Regions from separate parts of the Mus musculus genome. Here region 1 is linked to region 2. A link is a contact called in public HiChIP or PLAC-seq data. All regions are on one chromosome and are shown on one strand. The core of a region is the stretch at or near the end of the contact, and the rest is flanking DNA. Distances in the headings are between cores, read along the strand shown. Region 1 overlaps Gm30041 (a long non-coding RNA gene). Region 2 has its middle 11 kb from the start of Gm29862.

What was found. HiChIP or PLAC-seq counts read pairs in DNA pulled down with a chosen protein or histone mark.
Region 1: an H3K4me3 HiChIP or PLAC-seq map of embryonic limb bud shows a contact between it and region 2, with 4 times the contacts expected there. The contact joins two enhancer-like sites. A contact is called at or near these places in 9 of 484 Hi-C or Micro-C datasets (cerebellar granule neurons, cerebral cortex, embryonic fibroblasts and 4 more) and 2 of 115 datasets of contacts at active chromatin or transcription factors (embryonic limb bud and fibro-adipogenic progenitors).

Annotation. Positions count from the first base shown.
Region 1 is chr10:126,117,999-126,125,427 of GRCm38.p6, reverse strand. Gm30041 (a long non-coding RNA gene) reads right to left here. Exons shown (of 6, transcript XR_872162.2): 5 at 5,421-5,623. Among named protein-coding and RNA genes, the nearest start is that of Gm30041, 28 kb to the right of the region's middle. Within about 2 kb of position 3,622, at least 6 of the 459 cell types and tissues checked have an H3K27ac peak or open chromatin away from gene starts, as enhancers often do. A contact at or near this core is called in embryonic limb bud, where this site is marked.
Region 2 is chr10:125,781,851-125,788,892 of GRCm38.p6, reverse strand. No RefSeq gene overlaps it. Among named protein-coding and RNA genes, the nearest start is that of Gm29862, 11 kb to the right of the region's middle. Within about 2 kb of position 1,687, at least 103 of the 459 cell types and tissues checked have an H3K27ac peak or open chromatin away from gene starts, as enhancers often do. A contact at or near this core is called in embryonic limb bud, where this site is marked.

The sequences.
Region 1 (7,429 bases), core at 2,373-4,872, 330 kb before region 2:
CCATTATCATCAAGACGGGAGCATGGCAGCATCCAGGCAGGCATGGTGCAGGAGGAGCTGAGAGTTCTATGTCTTATCTGAAGGCTGCTAGAAAAAGACTGGCTTCCAGAAAGCTAGGACAAAGGTCTTAAAGCCTACACCCACAGTGATACACTTCCTCCAACAAGGCCAAACCTCCAAATAGTGTCACTCCCTGCATAATCAAACTACCACCCGTAGAAAAGTGTTTTTCCAAGTCTAAACTTCAAAGGATAGTGCCCTTGTGTTTGCCATATATAATTATAGTTACAATTGAGGGTCTATCTACCATGGTAAGTATCTCTCCACTTATGAAATGATTCTGTATGTGTGACCCAGGCACAATGGCATGAGCCTGTATTCTGTGTTATGGGGTAGAGGTAGAAATGTTGGAAGTTCATGGTTATCCTTACCTTCATTGCAAATTTGAGGTCAGCACAGATTTTGTGAAAATAGAAGAAAAAAATAATACAGGGAGGGAGAGAGTTTGCAGGCTTCTGTAAGAACAGCTATGGCTAAATATTTACTTAACTCCAGCTATGAATAATAGGCTATCTAATTTAATTTATTTCTCATGACCATATTTGTTTGCATGTCACATTGTACTCAATTAGGATAAAAGAATTATGATTTTTTAATGGCCTTTTCAAATTTACCATGGTCTTACAGGGTTTTTTGTTCTATGAGGGTTTTTTTTGTTGTTGTTGTTGTTTCTTTGTTTCTTTGTTTGTTGCTGCTCTTGACTTTCCATATTTAAAGAGGTCAATAGAAAATTATGTGATCCTCAAAAAATTTTTTTTATTTTTTAAAAGATCTGAAAAGTCTAGTAACTTCTTCTACTTAAGGATTTATACACCTTATTGTGTGTGCTGGGTATGTTATGTGTATTTTCATGAGGTTATACATGTATGTGTGTAGGTGCTTATACACATACATTTATATATGTGTAGGCTATAGGCCAGCATTGAGTGTCTTTCTTTGCTCAATCTCTATGCTCTTTTGTGAGGACACTTGAAGCCCATACATTTGGCTAAAATGTTTGGTCAATGAGCTTGCAGGATCTGCCTGTCTCTGGTCCCAGGACTAAGGTTACAGGCATACGCTGCTGTGCGTGACTTTTTATATGCATTCTGAACTCATCCTGTGAGTAAGTACTTATTGTGCAAATATGGGGATCTTGTCTTTGAGGTGTATGCCTGTAAATGAAATTATACTCACCAGGCCATCTTGTGTAAGTATTTAATCCATTTCTACTTCATATCTATTGCTTATCTGCACTTTCATCATGTGGCTACTGGATACCTACCATGATCTTAGCCCTGTACTGAATGCAGATGATTCACCAGTGACAAAAGAAATATGGAAACTAAATCACATACCTCACATGTGTCACTGGCCACATAGGTGAAGAAGCCTAAGAAAGTGATGGTTGATTGGGGTAGAGCTTAAAAATGCAGATCTTTAAATAGTAAACAAGTTATAAGGTGCACTAAAGTAACATGTCTCCAGGAGACAACCAGAGTCAATTTTTACACACACACACACAAATATAATAAAAACCAATATATTACAATATAGTCTACTAAAGTGGGCAATATGGTATAATTCAATGGGTAGAAATGTTTTTCATATGTGCCTATGTTGGATGAAATATGTTGGATGAAATGGCTCACAAACCAGGTTAAAGGCAATGAGTGGAAACCGATTCACGATCTAAAAAGGATGTGGACAGGCACAAGCATTAGAAGTCATAGGAGGTGCTTCCTTTAACTCCAAGTTCAACCTAAACCCCATGGCCATGTCTCTCTGCTAGAACCAAAACTGCTTGCTTAAGTCACTCTGTATCTCTGTTTTGAAGAGCAAGGAAGAGAACCGAAGGCAAGAAGAAATGCAACATCACCTGCAGGATACCAGCTGGGAAGTAGATGAGAAACCATACACAATGAACTAAAGGAACGGAAGAGCTCACCCTGCGCTGGACGTCAGCCAGGCGTTGCTGTTATCGTTTGGATGGGAAATGTAGCCTGCAGGCTCACATGCTTGAACACTTGGTCTCTAGCTAGTGCTGCTGGTTCTAGAGGCTATGGGACCTTAGGAAGTTAGAGCTTACATGGAGGAACTGGGTAATATGGGTGGGGCTTAGGGCTATAGCACATCGGAAGTTAGGGTCTACAAAGGAACTGGGTAATAGGGGTGGGGCTTAAGGCTACAGCCGACCTAGCTTTAGGTCAATTTGCTTCCGACTGTCAAAACAATGTCACTAGTTGCCTCACATCCCAGCCTCCAAAGAATCGACTGCCATGTCTGCCACAACATCATGGTTTGTATCCCCTTAAACCATGAACCCAAATAAACTGTCTCGCCCTTAAGCCTTTTCTTGCTAGGTATTTGGTCACAGCAGATGAAGTCTTGCAGATTGGTAATTGGGTGAAGGAGAACTTAGTACAGAATGGGTCCGTCATAAATATCTGTTAACTGCAAACCTGGACAACAAATGAAACGTTCTTATTTACTTATTCCATAGATACATATTGATCACCTTCTTCATATCAACTACGCTTCTGGATGCTGAAGATAAGGTAGCAAGCATCTCTGACCTCGTAAGGCTTACAGCCTGGTAAAAGGCAGTAGGTAACTTGCCCTGCATGTGACTCCTTTCTGTTTTGGTTCTTTAATTACACTTTGCAGAGAATCTCCCACCAATAGGTGGCATCTGGACGCTAGAAAAAAATGCAACTTGGGTATCTTGACCCAGAAACATTTCCTCATTTTAGTAGAACCAAACCAAGATATTCTATAGCAAGTAGCTCAGGACAGCAGAATTTCATGTCCGTATGGGAAGCACCCACTCCTCTTGGGAAAGAACTAAAGCGACAAGATAAATGTCATTATATCTGCTGCTTATGCAAATATCTACCTTACTCACAGTGACCTTCCTAACAGTTCGCTTTCTACAGAGAGGCCAACAAAGAATGACCTCATGTTTGAAATTAAAACTCCACACAAGCTGTCTGAGTGTGCACTTATGGGGGAAGCCATGCTGTTGAAGAGACTCTCTCTCATTAGCCCAGGAAACAAGCACATGGTTCTGAACAACAGCCTTGAGATACTATGTGAACAGCTCACAACCTTCTGGATATATAACAGAACAAACAAACAAACAAACACCCCTTATTTCTGAAGTTATCTGTATCCCCTTCAAGATTAAAGAAAAAGAATGGTTTTACAGGAAGCTATAGCTGTGGGTATTTAGAGATGACAGAGATGACTAAGGGAGAAGATGCAGCAGTTCATATGAGTCTAAATTAGGTTAGTAAATCAGAGCGACTCCTCCAGTGTTTTTTTTTAACTAGGTAACCATAAAGATATAATTTTATTCACTGTAACGTTTTACAGAGAACAACAAAATAGCGATGCTTAGCCAATCGACCTGGTACTTAACAGAATTCCTCTCCTGCCTGGGGAAGGCTGTTGATTTATTGAGAAATCATTGAATAAATCTCGGAGTAGGTTTTAAACAACAACTTTCCAGACACGGTGTTGCTGTCAGCTCGTTTTACAGCCTGCACATAAACCAAGTGTGTGACCATGCTGCTGAAGTTGAAATCATTTCCGGCTGCTAACAGGAGCTGTTCTAGTTGGCTCTCGGTTTCCAAGGGGCTTACATGCAGCTCAGGGCTTTACATTTCGTATTTTGTTAGTACATTGCTGAATGTAAGACTCAGTTTACAGACGTGCAAAGCATTCAGAGTTGGGGATATAATTCTCAGACAGAAAAGGCAACTGAGAGGTTTAGATACCCTAGATACAACTTTTCTATACTAATGGGAGTATTCTTGGCCTCTCTAACAAAGACGACTGCGTAACTTAGTCCGAAATAGAAATGGGTCAGGATCTTGACATACCTGAACTTCTTGCAGTCTGATCAAAGATATGCCTCTGACTTTTCAGTTGAGTTGTCTGTCTGTCCCTGCCTACATCAGTAAGTCCAGCTCTTTCCTTGAAGGAAATGCCTTCTCTACCACTGGGCCTCCACCTCCAGTCCCCAGAGCTCAGCTCTGTCTCCAGACACCAGTGAAGCTGGCCAGGAAAGTAGTAGTTATGTGAGACCTCAGGAAAGGAGCCACTGTAGTCTGGTTCCTTTCGTGTGTCGCTTGTCCCTGAACCTTAGCCCACCCCTGGCCTACCAGAGAAAACATTGAAGGCAGACTGCTTTGACTGGATCACACATGAGTTTGCAGTTCTCAAGTGGTGTTATATCCTGGTAATTAAGAGTCCATGCGCTAGCTAGGAGTGGTAGCATATGCCCACTACTTAAGATACCGAGGATAATGAGTTCAAGGCCAGCTAATGCTACAAATTAAAACTGTCTCAAAGCAACAACAACAACAACACCCAAAGGAAACAACATTGGCAAGAAAACACAGCAAAAGTATCAATACTCAAGTATTTTGAGAAAAGTCGGGAAAAAAAATGTCCCTCTTTATCTGCTGAAAAAGGTTGTGACTACCAATGCATGTTAGTTATAAGCAATCAAATGATGTGTGTGTGAGAGAGAATGTATGTGGAGTGTGCATGTATGTAGGTATAATATTTATGTGTGTTAGTGTGTGTGATGTGCATGTTCTGTGTATATATTGTGTATGTATGTGTGTTTATGTATATTGTGTGCATGGTGTGTGTGCACTCTGTCTTTTCAGGTCCTTTTATCAGCAATTAGAAGGTTGACTCTAGTTTCCGGCAATAGAGGTGCAGCCAGGCCTATGGGCGATATCAACACTGTTTCTGAGTTTCGGTTTGCTTTGTTCAGAGTCAAGGATTCACTGTGTAAGATACAAGTCCATTATTTCCAGCTTTCAGTTAGGTTTCCAATACAAATCCATAGGGCTGTCATGTTTGGGTGTTCAGGTTGGTCCCCAAAGAGCATCACATCAGCTTATTCTACACAAATGTCTTCATTACTGTGTGACAGCATCAACATTTCTACTATAATTATTGGCTTTAAAGTTAGGCTATCTATTTATGGTTTCCTGATAGTTGTAGAGTCCTGCATTAGAAAGATGAATACAATGTGGCAATGTTAGAGTAGAAAAATGAATACAATGTAGCAATGTTATGATCCCTGAGGAGAATCAAGTCCTTTGGCTCACACATGTGTACATACTATGTCTAATGGTTGGCGCTGATTATCAATTTGACAGGATTAAACAGGATTATAATCACATAGAAGACCAACACACTATATTTAAAATATACACTGCCTCTACTTAAGAAGTTATTTTGTCAGGTGATCTACCCTTTGGCTATCTATATAAAATTTGAACCTCTATTTAATATTAGTCCATGTTTAAACCTAATGTTTTATGTTCTAGATTATTGCATCTGGCATTTCTTTATATTACCTGATAATATTGGTGAGGTCTTGATCTGGATGCACAGCTATTTCACTCCACTATAAGCCCCTTGCAGGGCTGGAGAGATGGCTCTGTTGTTACAAGTACTTACTGCTTTTGCAAAGGACATGAACTTAGTTCTCAGCATACATGTTGGGCAGCTCACAATTGCCTGTAACTCCAGCTGCAGGTGTCCAATGCCTCCGCATGACCTGCATGCGCATGACGTGCACAAAAGCAGACATATTATACATGCATGTTACAAGTGCTATGCAATAATCAATATCCACATGCAATCAATAACCTTTAAAGTTCTACAAGTACTGTAAGATATAGACATGGGAAATATATGTTAAATGATAGCTGCAAACGATTTTACACAAACTTAATTTCCCATACAATTTAGCAAATTATTTCCTAGACATATTTGAAGTGAAGTAATAAAATAAAAAGATATATATATATGTGGTCACTGTCAGACAATAGGAAGCATTATAATTTTAAAAATGTATGGCTAATCTACTGAAACCATTGAGTGAAATTGTAGAAAAAAAATGAATGGCTTGTTTATTAACTTCCTTTCTTGTTGCCATGACAAGTTAGGGAGATTTATTTTGGCTCCTGGTTTCAGTACATCACAATGTAGATGGTGAGGCGGGGCTGGTGGAAGGATGATGTAGCAGAAGCTTCGTGTATCATGGAGGGTCAGAAGCAGATACAGTAGGAACAGATGCATGGTGAGACTGTAACTCTGAGGCCTCCTGCCAGTGACACACCTCTATCAACCTGGCACCTCAACCCCCCCCCCCCCCAACAGCAGCAGACCAGATACTGAATTGTGATAGCCAAGGGACATTTCAGATTCAAGCCATAATACACTTCCCTTAACCTCCACAGGCTCATGGCCACCTCATAATTCAACATGCATCAGTCCAAATTCAAGAGTCCTCATGGTCCTGACAATTCTAATGCTGTACAAAGGTCCTGAGTTTCTTCTAAGACTTAAAGCACATTTTTAACTGTGAGCACCTGTAAGATCAGAAAACAAGTCACATAAAAGGCACGGTACTCAGGGACAAAGAGTGGAGCAGAGACTGAAGGAAAGGCCATCCAGAGACTGCCTCACCTGGGGATCCATCCCACATGCAGACACAAAACACAGACACTATTGCTGATGCCAAGAAGTGCTTGCTGACAAGAGCCTGACAAAGCTTTCTCCTGAGAGTCTCTGCCATATCCTGACCAATACAGATGTGGGTGCTCGCAGCCAACTATTGGACTGAGCACAGGGACCCCAATGGAGGAGTTAGGGGAAGGACTGAAGGAGCTGAAGGGGCCTTATCTGGCATTAGTGGGAGGGGAGGCCCTTGGTCCTGTGAAGGCTTGATGCCCCAGTACAGAGAAATGCTAGGGTGGTAAGGTGGGAGTGGGTAGTTGGTGGAGGTAGGGACCCTCATAGGAGTAGGGTAAGGGGGGATGGGTGTCGTAGATGGGCCTGATGCTGTTTGTATGTTGATGCTAATTCCACTCTCCTGAGAGGGGCTGTGACAAGGAGTGAGTCATACCCAGGTGACAGCTTGTGAACCAATCCCCTAATGAATAAAGGAGCCTGTCAATCACTGGGCAAGTAGGCAGGACTTCCAGGTTGGATAGGGGAAGAGAGAATGATGGAAATGGAGGTGGAAGGAAAGTGGAGCAGAGCACGTGGCCTGGAGAAACTGCAAGTTACAAGGGATCGAGTAGATGGGGAGAAGAGTAGTGTAGTGGTAGAGCTGCCCAGTCTAGGCGGGCAGCTTGTATACATATCAACTGAGTTGTATTGTCTTTGCCCAGGCTTATTTGGGTTGGAGATTAACTGCAGCAGATGGGATAGGGGGTTTTCAGAGGGGAAAGGGGATAACATTTAGAATGTAAATAAATTAAATATCCAATTTTATTTTTTAAAAAAGGGCACAGTGCACACGCCCATTTCATGGGAGATAGATTGGGTCATATCAATGAAAGGTCCAACCAAAGCA
Region 2 (7,042 bases), core at 438-2,937:
CCTTTCGCTTGTGTGTCTCAGCAAAACATCATTTGACATAATTGACTTCCTAAAGAAACTAGAAGTTTCCACTTCAATGTATTGTTTAGTACAAAGTGAAACAAAAGAATACGAAATCATTGTATTATTGAAACTACAGATACCATCATTGTTTATAATACAAGAAAAATTAACCAAGTCCACCAAGCTTGAGTAACTTTCTAGGATAACATTATAATATTCACATTTTGGAAGCTATTATTAAGGCTTCTAATGGGTTCTGGAACTTAAAGCACACCCAGGAACTTAAAACAACACAGAGTTTAACACAGAGACAAACTAGGTAGAGCAGTTGCTACTCCATCAGAAGGTGAGTTTCGGTCTTAGAACCTATGTTGGGCAGCTCACAACTTCACAGTTGCCTGTAACTCCAGCTCTGGGGTGGAGTGGTCTAGTGCCCTCTCCTGGTCTCTGCAGGCACCTGCACACATATGTATATGTGTACTTGCTTGTGTATCCACAGACATATACCACAGTACACACACTGCCATTACCACACACACACACACACACACACACACACACACACAGTAGATTGCTTGCCCAACATGCACGCTTGATTCTAGGTTCAATCTCTAGAAACAAAACTATTTTAAAAAATGATGAAAGCATCACAATTATTTATCATCATCATCATTATTATTACTTATTTTAATAGTGGAAAGGTATGTGATGCGAACGCAGTGATCTGAAACTGGGAGTAAGAAGCCTATGACAGAGGCTTCTTTGCAGAAGTGTCTAGGTGGCAATGCTCTGTTGGGACAGAAGCTTGGAGTCTCTGGCTAAGAGGCTGAAACTGAGTGGAGAAGACAGAGGTGGGAAGGCTAAACCCTGACAAATACTGCAGCTTTCCCTGGGCATGACCCTAGTGAGGAACATGTCGTGAATACCAATTCGGAGTGCTCCATTTTGAGGTACCTGGGTCTCCCAAAGTCCTCTTGCGTAACTGAATCCTGGCAACAGTTAAGACTTATGTTTGGCGGTAAGGATTCCTCCCGGAGCGTTGAGTTTCTGATAGACTAGACTAGGCGCTGCTAATGTATGTTTAGGTGGCGTGTCTGTGAATGAAATCGAGGGAAAGTCGGCAAATGTTTCGTCTGGGAAAATTCTCCACAGCAAACCCCCAAGTGACAGTACAAACTCTTTTCAGCAAAAAATAAATAGCTGGTCTTTTCCATTTGGTTTTTACCTTTGTGTGGTGCTGGAATCCCCGAGTGTCTGGCTAATAGCGCTATTCCCTCCGATTTTTGCAGCTTCGTCATCTAATACTCAATTAACATACCGTCTGCAACGCTCAGCTAAAGGAAGTTATGTGAGAATGAGAGAATGAGGGACCATCTTCGCTGAAGAACAGTTTTTCTTGTCCAAGAAGCACTGGCAGGAGGAGACTGGGTGCGGGGGGGTGGGGAGGGCCAGATTTTATTTTACTTTACTTTGTTCCCAGTTTCTACTTAAAATTCGGAGCTCAGCAACCATTCCAGTTTCTTCTTCCTGCTCTGAGTTCCCTCAAAAGTAAAGACTTAAACAAGGTGAGAAAGAGGACTGTGGTTCTCCGAGTAAACAGGCCCTGCGGAGCGAGCCTGGACCCAGGGAGAGCCCTCCTCCCAGAAGGAAACCAGATCCCTGGGCAAAATAGGTGAAGAAAAATAGGGCAGCTGTTAAAACATTTAGTCTGTTTTTCTCTTTATCCCCCTTCTGGTCCCCTGCCTCCCAGCCCCCTCCCCCACGCGATCCTTTCCAACCCCAGGCGACTGTGCTCCGGGAACGCAGGACCCCCTCACCGGAGAGCAAATACATGAGCTAGGACAATCCCCGGCCTCTGCTTCCCCGCCGCCCCCTTCCCCGCCCCTCTGCATTCCTGGAGGATAAGCGGAAGATTGAATGGATGAATTTTTGGCAGCTATTTGCAGAGCCCGCAGCCGCAGCTTGGTTTAATTAGGGAATCAGAGCGTTGCTTTTATGTAGGTCACTTTAGGTTCTGATTCCAGATCTCCTATAGCTCTGTCCTTCCTTAAAAAAAGCCAGAAATACATGTACAATTAGAAACTAAAAACACACCAAAAATCTCTCGGTCATGTGTCTCTCTCTGTCTCTCTCTGTTAATTCCCACTAGAATAGCTTAGCTGGGACCCCTCCCTTCTCCAAAATAAGGATAGTATTGTAGCTTAACTCCACCCCACTCCTGTGGTCTGAAACATATGTGCAGAACAGAGAAAATTATTAGCAGGCATGAAGGACATTTTTTGCTTTCTCGATGTTTTTGTCCTAGAAAGACTCCTTGAGCTTTCTTCTACGGAGTCTAACAACGAAGCACCTATTGAGAACTTAATCGCCATCAGTTTGTTAATCTTTGAGATGTAACTGAAAATAAGTACCGAGGTAGGGGGAGAGATGGCAGACAGGGCATTGCAGTGTCTCTTAAAGGAACTCAGACCCCAAATTAAGTGTTTTCAGCCACAGGTGGGGCCCACAGGAACCTCGTCTGAAGGTTTCGTAATGCACAAAGAATTCTCTTTGCAAGGAGCCCAGGAGGGTGAACACACAGGGATCCTCTGTGGCCTTGGGGGTGTGGGGAAGGCCCTAGCAAGTCCTCTGTGTCTGTCAGAAGTTTGTTCAAATGACGCATGGCTTGGATTTAACGTTTTCAGGTACTTTATCTTTACTTTCACATTTGAAATTCGATCAGTCTAACGTAAATACGAAGCAGCCAGGCCTTAAAGAACAAGACAGGCTCTCTAAACACTCTGAACTCCAGAAGAAAACACGGCCATGTTTTCATAATATACTTAGATGCAGGAAATGCATACTTAATGGGCTAGGGTGACTTCATGTAATCTGCCACCCACAGATAATTAATTAAGCTACTCAGTGAGTGTCGGGCAAACAAGTTAACATCGCAGGCTCTCAGGAGTGTGAAGTAGTGTCCTGTTTACATTTCCTGGATGGTTCAGTGAAGAGCTGTGGGAACCACCAAAGGGAGGAGGCTATTTCAAGTTGTGGCCCTCTCAAAATGCTAAGAGCGGCTATTAGCCCTCAAAGGCTGCAGGTCTAATCAGCTTCAAATAGTGAGAAACAGCTGGCCAGGAGGCCGGTCTGTCAGTGTATGAGGTGTCTGTCTGGGAGGTGGCTTGGAGGAGAGCTCACAGACTCCGGCTCATTATCTCCAGAATGAAAATGGAACCACAGCTGTCTCTTCTGATAGATTTGATTAAACTGCTAAGCTGGGGGTGGAGGGGTGTCAGAGAGGGCGAGAGGAACGTCAGCAGAGGCTCGGAGCCAACAGCGTGTGCACGTATATTTCCAAACTCCTCCGGGCAGGAGGTATCTCAGTAATGGGACTTGCCATGAGATCTCTGGCAGGCTCGGTGTTGGAACCACATCACTGAAACTGCTTGTCTTGGGATATTTTATTTTTGTTCGTCTTGTCTGCAACTCTCCCCGCTGTGAATACTATCCAAGAGGAGTAAAAATGAATTCATCATGGTTGTAAACTTCCCAAAGCAGAGGTTTTGCTTTTGCATTTCAGAAGACAACTTCCCAGGGGAGATGCCCATGGAAAAAATGAAGTTTACCTACCACCAAATCAAATTTAAGGTGTCAAAAGTCTGGCTGCCATCTTAAAGCCGTTGAGAAAAGCTGCACACAATAGCTTTGGAGTCGACCTGCCTTTTTACTAGAGCTATTCTGCTGCATAAAGAGTTTTGTATTTTTGTTATAGCCTGAGTTAAACACAGACCCCTTTCCCATTAGCATTGATGGTGACCTAGTACATGAATTCCACAGAGCAACAATGCCCCCTCCTGTCAGCTGTGCTAGGGTGTAGCACCCTTACTGGGGTTAGTGATATAGAAACTCACACTTGCCCCCTCCCCCACCTCCTGGTCATTGGTCCTCTGTAAACATCACAAATGCCCACAGAGATAATAAACCTGAAAATGTATCTTTCTTTAGTCTGTTAAAAAAAAAATAAAATTTAGTTCTTAAGGTCATTGCCATTCTTCTTAAATTTCACAGATAGGTTCAGTTATCTCTGTGGCTGTGGAGATGGTAAGTAAGCATCCTCTATATGGGCTACGTGAGTTGTCTAATGCATTCTATACTTAAATAGCAACGTACTTTGTTCAAACACTAGAGCCTTGATAGAGATGGTCACATGTAGTAGAAAGATCATACAATTGTTTATGAACAAATACGGTAGATCATGTCTTCATGCTTTAGTAACTTCTCAAGAAGGAATGGAGAAGACCCTTAGCTGGGACCAATAAAAGCACCAAGCATCTGGGATGTGGTGGTCAGTATTCCCCTTTTTTCATAAGGCCTACCTCACTTTACTGGATCATGTGGTATGAATGCAAGAGTCCTTTCTTGGGCAATGTTTTAAAATACATTGCAAAAGATTGTCAGGACTTCTCAGTGCATTTATTCCAATTCAGACTTTCCATGGATTTATCATTTGTAGGAGGAACAGTGCGGCCTCTGCATAAATGCCAGCTGCAAAGGCATCTCCTGCAGGAGGACCCAATTGAAGGCTGCCTGGAGATCAAGGATTGCTGAAGCAGGCAGCAATACCAGTCAATTGGGAGCTGCTGTTTAGAAGAGATGCTTTCTTGGGACCAATGGAGCCCTACTGGAAGGTATTAAAGGAGCTTGCAGAGGCATTCAAATGAGTTTCTCACCTGCTTCTGGAGTCTGTGCCTTTGACTCAAAGTCACTTCACCTCCAACCCCCAAGGGCAGGTAGGGTCGGGCCACAGGCAGTACAGGGCAAGGCAACAAACATTAATCATATTTTTGGAAGTTTTCATGGTTTTAATACATTCTGAAAGAAACTAGCTAAAGTTTGTTTTGTGTACACGAGTGTCCCATGAGTGTGTACATGCCTGTTCACTTACCTTGGCATGGTGTATATGTGTCTGAGTGTGAACTTTTTGTTTTGGGGTTCTTTTTCTGATTTCTGGGTATTGAAAGGAGTGCAAAGACAGCACTCTACCACTCGGGGGTACATCTCCCAACTCACTAATGTGAAGAATTACACAGTAGCTTGGTGTTTGGAAATTAGAGGCAAATCCTAAACATATTCCTTCCTAGCCACACGAAGACAGCTCATGGGGACTCTCTGCATGAGGTTAGTGGCTTCACTCTCATCTATTAATGTAGATTCCCATGTCTTTAATTACATTAAATAATGACGAGGTTGAAACTTGCATGGCATATGCAGTGAGCTAATGAATTCTTTTTAGATGTTGTGTTTAATGAAGTCTGTCTTAAAACCTTAGAAATCATTTCTATTGCTTTGGTAAATCACAATGACAAAAAATAACTTGGAAAGGAAAGGGTTTATTCCAGCTTATGACTCTCAGGTTGTGCATCAGCATCCAGGGAAGCCAGGGCAGGAACCCAAGGCAGAAAGTGAAGGAGAATCTATGGAGGAGGGCTGCTTACTGGCTTGCTCCTGTGATGGCTTCCTCAGCCTGCCATCTCATAGCACTCCAGACCAGCATCCCAAGGGTGGCACCACCCACCCCACAGTGAGCTGGGCTCTTCCACATCAAAATCACCAGTCAAGAAAATGAGCCACAGGCTTGCACACAGCCAGTTTGGTGGAGGCACTTTCTCAATTGAGGCTCCCTCTTTCCAAATGCACACATCTCCAAATCATTGCTTCAGCTGGGGAGGAAAATACCTTCACATGACTCTTCCAGTATGTTAAAATGTGCTGTGTGTGGAGGTCAGCACTCAGGACATCAAGCATGCACGCTTCCTCGTTTCTGTTTGTTATCACATCTGGGGACGTTCTCCGTACGGATACATCTTAGTGTCTGTTGTCAAGTAGAAAAGGGTCAGACTGAACTGGAAGCGGGGAGAGCGGTAATCTATGGATACCTTCATCTTTTAAAGATCTTAAAGATCTCCGCTTTATTTCACACTCCCAGAAATGATTATCATCTAGACGTTAAGCAGTAAATGTGCCGTGTTTACCCACTTCTATCCACACTTTGTGTGGAGTAGGGACTGGGGAGGAGGCGTTTACTTTTGAAATGCCCATATTCTGAGTCTCCTGATGGCTCAGCTGAATGTCCAGCTGGCTGCAGGATCCTTAGAAAAGACATTCATCCTGTCAAATGTTCCCTCTGGGTCTTCCAACTAGTACTCGGTCACAAACAATGGCCCATTCTTTTCTTAAACATCTGGGCATGGAACTTATTAAGATGCTTCGCATGCTGAACCTTAGCCCAGAAAGTTGCAGTTTTTATGACTCATGATAAGGAGGCTGAACCTAAAGTTGAATTTGTACGTGAATAAGGTCAACAAATACTTAACCGTTTCTGACTCCAGGGTAGTGCTGCCCTGAGAAGAGAGAAACCTTTAGTTACCTCTATTTCTATAGTTCCTCATGGCAGAAGTTAAGCAAGAAGCTACCGGTAGTGTGGCCAGCATTCTGGTACAGCACTCAAGCAACCAAGTATTGAAAACTTTAGGCCCGAGTGACAAAGGTGGCCCTTTGACATGCTTGATATACACTGGTGAGCACACCTGTGGTCTCCTACGCAAAGGTCTTACCATGGGAAAGCTCTATACAAGTTGAGACAGGAAGCAACTGAAGAAGAAGCTAACAGGACAGGAAAGAATTGCAACCCAAATTATAGTTAAAGGAGCTGGCCCCAGTCAGGGGAAGGAAAATACAACAGACCAATAGAAATTACTTCTATGTAGTTGCTTTTCAAAACCTGCATATGTTTATTATTGTCTCCTCCTTGTGCACATTTAAAACACTTGAAATAAAGGCTGACTGGGTGGTAAAATGTGCAAAAATGATTAAAAAGCATTCCATAATGATTGTTGAGGGCTGAGTAAGTGGGGGACTGCCCAAGTGAGTTCATGCCTGTTCTTAGAGCCTCCTGTGAGGTAGGTGCTGTGGGAGTGAAGATCAGACACAAGCATAAAGTAGGAGACATTGGACATGAACATGTGAGTCTGAGGGCAGAGCCCAAAGGCTTAACTTG